Regions from separate parts of the Zea mays genome. Here region 2 is linked to region 1. The links are chromatin contacts, called in public Hi-C maps. All regions are on one chromosome and are shown on one strand. The core of a region is the stretch at or near the end of the contact, and the rest is flanking DNA. Distances in the headings are between cores, read along the strand shown.

Region 1 (2,700 bases), core at 125-2,624:
TAGATATGGACAATCAATAACAGAATGACAGCAGGGCAAAGCAAATTAAATGGGCTTCTGTTTCAGCAGAAACGAAATGAACATGAGCAACCTAGTGCAAGCTATATCATTTCAGTCCAGTAGAATGTTTGATATTCAGTCCCAATTCTTGGCCATGAACCAAATAAAAACAAAGTGCATCATTTGCCAGCAGATTCAGATACTCAAATATATTGTCATATGCGGAATCAAAACATTTGGACTGAAAATATGGAAACCAGAATACAGTATCTTCCCCATATTCCCACTGGTCTACCTCTATTTTTTTTTTTGCCATTTGTAAAATCGTCTGTGGATATTTTCCCTCATAGATGCAGCGCGCTGTGATTGATCAGGAAAAGTATGTTACAGCACCTAGTTAGGATACAGTAAGGGCCCCTCTCGTGTAGCATTCCCTTTTGCCACACGACCTAATCAGCAAATGGAGCATGGACAGTTATTTCCAAACCAGGGATTGCTCAATTATGATTTGAACAATGATGACCCAATGAAGCCCCCCCCCCCCCCCCCCCCCCCCCCCACCTCTACTGTGCGATCGGAGACTACTAACAGTTTAAAAAAATGACTACACGACGTGAGAATGCAAACGGAGCAAGGCAGGTACATTGCAGAGTCAGAAATGATGATCCTGGCAGAGACGCATGTGGCGGGTAGCTCAATTCGAGCAGCCTGGACCCCCTCTAGTTGGAACCTAACTCCGAGAAGGGTGAGCGCGTAAAACCACAACTGATCGCAGGCGCGATTGAGAATCTCGCGGGGATAGGGAGGGAATCTGATGGCGGGAGCAGCCCGAATCCGAGACAGGTCAGGGTAGCGGGAGAGGGGGTCCGTACCCGGGGTCGCGGTTGCAGATGTCGCAGATCTCCATGTTCTTAGCCCAGTCCGGGCCGATGAGCATGTCTCTGGTGGCGCGGTCCACCATGGAACCAGCCATGGCGGGCGGGGGGAACGGTCGGAGGGAGGCCCGGTGGCGGGGCGGCCGCTGCTGGCCGGATTGGGATCGGCAGCGAGCGGATGGCGCTCGCCCGTGCCCGAAACCACCCGCACCAGGCAAGTTGGCCGCGCACCTCTCTGTGACTGTCTTCCCCCTTTCTTTTTTGCCCCCACCCTCTGACTTTGTGGGGGCTGCAAAAATTAGGTACCTGCACGGCGACCACAGTGGCTCGCTCGCTGGCTGCCGCGCTCCGGGTGGCCGGAGAGGAGGACGTGCCTGCGACTGCGGCTGCGGCGGATCGGAGATGGGGATGCCGGTGGCGGGCGTGAATGGATGTTTCGTTGGAACCGACGGATCTGGCTCTGGCTGGTTGCTTTCGCAGCGGCGTGAGCTGTCCAGTCCAACGCGGACGCGGCGGAGGAATCCTCTCTCTTTCCCGTGAGCAGTGCCCCGTTGGGTTCGTCCGTGCCGTGCGTGTCACCGAATCTGAACCGGAGGCCGGTGCTCCGTGCTCGTGGGACTCGGGAGGGAGGACGCCTCGACGGCGACCCGGCAGCCGCCCGGCCCTCCCTTCCCTCGCGGCTTGCGCCAACCCAAACCCACCAAATGCACCTCGCAGGCCGGCCCAACCTGCAAAAGGCGCCAGTAAGTAGGCCCACGCCTCACCCTACGGCCCACGTAGCAAGCAGCCGCAAAGCTCCCATCTCTCTCACACACACACACTGACACAACACCCAGCCAAGAGCCAGGCAAGCAAAACAATAGGGCTTCATCCCACCGCGCGCCACCGGACCTTGAACGGTTGAACCCCCCTGCCTCCCCAGTTCCCCAGCCATGGCGGCGGCCCCCTACGACCGGGAGGACGGTCTGCAGCCGTCGGCGCCGCCGCACGCGGTGGACGCTTACGATCCCAGCTACGTGCCGGACTCCGTCAAGACCTTCGTGGTGCACCTGTACCGCCACATCCGGGACAAGAACGTCTACGAGATCCACCAGATGTACGAGGGCGGCTTCCAGCGCCTCTCCGACCGCCTCTTCCGCGACGCTCCCTGGCCCTCCGCGGAGGCCGTCGCACCCTACTGCGACGGCGATCCCGTCTTCCTCCTCCTCTACCGCGAGCTCTGGTACCGCCACGCCCACGCCCGCCTCTCTCCGCTCACTGCCGCGCACCGCGCCGAGTCCTGGACCAACTACTGCGACCTCTTCAGAGTCGTCCTTCACGGCGTCGTCAACATGCAGCTGCCCAACCAGTGGCTCTGGGACATGGTCGACGAGTTTGTCTACCAGTTCCAGAGCTGCTGCCAATACCGCGCCAAGCTCAAGACCAAGACGGAGGACGAGCTCAACCAGCTCAAGCAGTTCGACAAGGTTGCTAGTACTTGTCTTGTCTTCCCTTTCCCTTTCTTGCCAGGTGCATGACTCCAACAAATGCCCAAAAAATGGCAGTGAATCACGGCTCTGCTCTCCCTAAATCAAACGTACCTGCAGGCGTGGAACGTGTACGGGGTCCTCAACTACCTGCAGGCGCTGGTCGAGAAGTCCATGATCACACAGATCCTCGAGAGGGAGAAGGAGGGCCTGGAGCAGTTCACCGCCACCGATGGCTACGACTACGAGGGCGGGAGCAACGTGCTCAAGGTGCTCGGCTACTACAGCATGATTGGCCTCCTCAGGATACACTGCCTCCTTGGGGATTACCACACTGGCCTCAAGTGCCTCGGTCCCAT
Region 2 (2,727 bases), core at 153-2,652, 420 kb before region 1:
TCCAGATCTTTAAGTTGAATCTTATATTGGCTGCAGCTCAGCATAAGACCATGGTTTTCAAAATGCTTTCTGCAACACCTCACAAAAGAGAAACAAATAAAATTCTCTTTTCAGCTAACTACAATTGTGTGCTATTTTTTAGGCAACAACCAATTATTAGCTTGTTCTGAAAAAATTATAGGAACCAGATCACAGCAGAACCTACCTCGCCCGCATTAAAAATAAACCTTTGTTTGTCAAAGAATAGTAGAATAGAAGGTGAAGTGTCCTGTGTGTCCATTCCTGTACCAAGTATCTGCGCAGGAATAACAAAGGGGAGTGAGATTGAATGAAAACCAAAAGAACAACAGTTCCTGCACTCATGAACTAGTTCAAGGGAAGAAATTGCCCCCACACTAATTATTTGGTTCAACCAATGCAGTGATTCACCAATGGGACAGCTGCATAAGGCCAGGCCAGCAGCTGGGGTTATTGAGTGCATATTTTACACATTATTACAATATAATCTCAGAGATTAGGGTGGATTTTTATGGTTATTATTGACTGAGTGTGTCGATGATGTATCTTTGTTGTAAATTCTGCACCATTCAACAGAATACGTTTAAATAATGATAGTTGTTTACCAAAAAATAAGTTAAATACTAGATGGCCTATGGTTTGGCTTTGGATTCTTTGTATGCTACCTCTACTCTTCCCATGAGAACAGTTTGGGATTGTATCTGGTTCATGCCTAGCAATGTTAGGCTAACAGACGCAAATGTGGCCTCTGGAACTACTAATCCACGGTATTTATAATTGCACACATGGTCCAATCTCTCCTCGAATAAACCCCAAACTAGGTATACTAGTGATTTGAATCAGAAAGTTGACGTAAAATGGCGCCAAGCAGAAAGAATCCACAAGTCAGTGATGCCCTCACCTGCACGTAGCATGTGGTGTTGACGGGGTTGAGCCTGCGGGTCTTGAGCTCCATGCTGCCGCGCTTCCCTCCGTCCTTCCCCTCGGCCCGCTTCCTGTTGAAAGCCACCTCCTTGTCCATCTCCTCCTTGGCGGGAGCCTTCCCGAGCGTGCTGGTCCCGCGGCGAGGTTCGGTGTGCCGGCGGCGGCGGTAGGCGAGGGCGCGGAGGCCAGCGGCGCGGCTTAATGAAGCAGGGCAGGAGGAGAGGAGGCGGCGCGAGTGGTGGAGGAGAGGCGCGGGGGCTGCTAGGGTTTGGGAGAGGGGGAGGAGGAGGCGGAGAGGGGCGGCCACCTGCGGCATGGCTCGCGCGTGCTACAGAGGTGTGCCGGTTTTATTTCGGCGGCGGCGGGCGGGGTTTGGGGGGCCGCGACCCGCGCGAGAGGGCACCACGGCTAGGCTCGACGAAAAACTCGTACGTCGTTAACTCGATCCACTCGACTCGATAGTAGCTCGACTCGACTCGTTTATAATTTGTAACGAGATGGGCTTGTATTTCAACTCGTTATGATAACGAGCCAGCTCGAACTGACTCGCGAGCCAAATGAGTTAGAGTAATTAGTCAAATCACAATAATCTCTAATCCAAAATAGTTAATCTTGTACTCTACTATAGTTAATCTTGTTCTTTGTTGAGTGTGGAATCTTAAGTTACAAACTCTATTCTTTTTTTCTAAATAGATCTCCTCTTTTTCTTTTGCTACATGTTTTTATATCCGTTCGTAGACACTAGATATGATATTATCGAGCTGGCTCGCGAGCTAAACGAGCTAGCTCGAGTTGGCAAACGAGTCGAGTCGAGCTAGATCTTTAGCTCGTTAACATAACGAGTCGAGCCGAGCCAACTTATTATCTTAACGAGCCAGCTCGAGTCGAGTCGAGCCGAGCCGAGCCGAGCCAACTCGATATCCACCCCTAACCACGGCACCACCATCACGCAGGAGACACAGGTAGTTTAGGTTTCTTTTTTTCTCATATCTTTTTGCCTCTTGCAGTCTGCAGACCATCCCATCAAACCTCGGTTTATAGATGGCCACACGAACTATACTCCTCATGCAGTCTGCAGACCATCCCATCAAACCTCGGTTTATAGATGGCCACATGAACTATACTTTCTAGATGGTCCAAAGTCTGATCCCGCAAAACAACAACACTAGCACGGCTCAACTCTATGTTCTTAGCTAGTGTTTGATTGAGGAGTCAAGTAGAACGGAGCCGTTCCATCTCTGATTCTAGGAACGGAGCCGCTATGTTCTGTGTTTGGTAAGCTAGAACGGAGTGTCTCTGTTTTTTGTTTGGTTGCAGAGTGAACTGGAACAGAGCGGCTCTGTTTTTTGTTTGGTTGCAGAGGGAGGCGTGCGAGCTGCTGCGCATGGAAGGGAGGACGAGCTATGCGAGCGGGCTGGGAACGGAGCGGCTTCGTCCCATTGATTTTTTGGAGTGGGATGGTTCCAGATCTAAGGAGAATATTCCCTAATTGGAGCCACTACGTTCTAGTTACTTTGTAACCAAACAACAACAAAAGTGGGACAGAACGGCTCCGTTCTACTTGGCTCTTCAACCAAACGCTATTAGATCGCCTTCAGCCGCTCACGTATCCTGTATTTTAAACTTTATTTTTATAAACAGTGTCATGTGTCTCCTATTTTATACAATCCACTGAAGACAATTTAGTGGTACTTTCGATCTAATGTGATGCAGTTTGGAAGACAAGAAACCATAAATATCTATCTCAGCGAACTAGTGTGGGATGAGAGTAGAAGGATCAATAGA

What was found. A called contact is a pair of places that touch in the nucleus more often than the background predicts.
Region 2: a contact with region 1 is called in a Hi-C map of endosperm, with 2.3 times the contacts expected there. The contact joins the promoter of LOC103635013 here to the promoter of LOC100279184 in region 1. A contact is called at or near these places in 2 of 25 Hi-C or Micro-C datasets (endosperm and tassel).

What each region holds. Positions count from the first base shown.
Region 1 is chr8:29,067,550-29,070,249 of Zm-B73-REFERENCE-NAM-5.0, reverse strand. It overlaps LOC100279184 (Putative VHS/GAT domain containing family protein), which reads right to left and starts at 1,374. Exons shown (of 10, transcript NM_001349010.1): 1 at 873-1,374. The coding sequence starts at 973. It overlaps LOC100279318 (eukaryotic translation initiation factor 3 subunit 6-interacting protein), which reads left to right and starts at 1,739. Exons shown (of 7, transcript NM_001152339.1): 1 at 1,739-2,341; 2 at 2,462-2,700. The coding sequence starts at 1,808.
Region 2 is chr8:29,487,873-29,490,599 of Zm-B73-REFERENCE-NAM-5.0, reverse strand. LOC103635013 (tRNase Z TRZ3, mitochondrial) reads right to left here and starts at 1,402. Exons shown (of 12, transcript XM_008657582.4): 1 at 920-1,402; 2 at 206-295. The coding sequence starts at 1,258.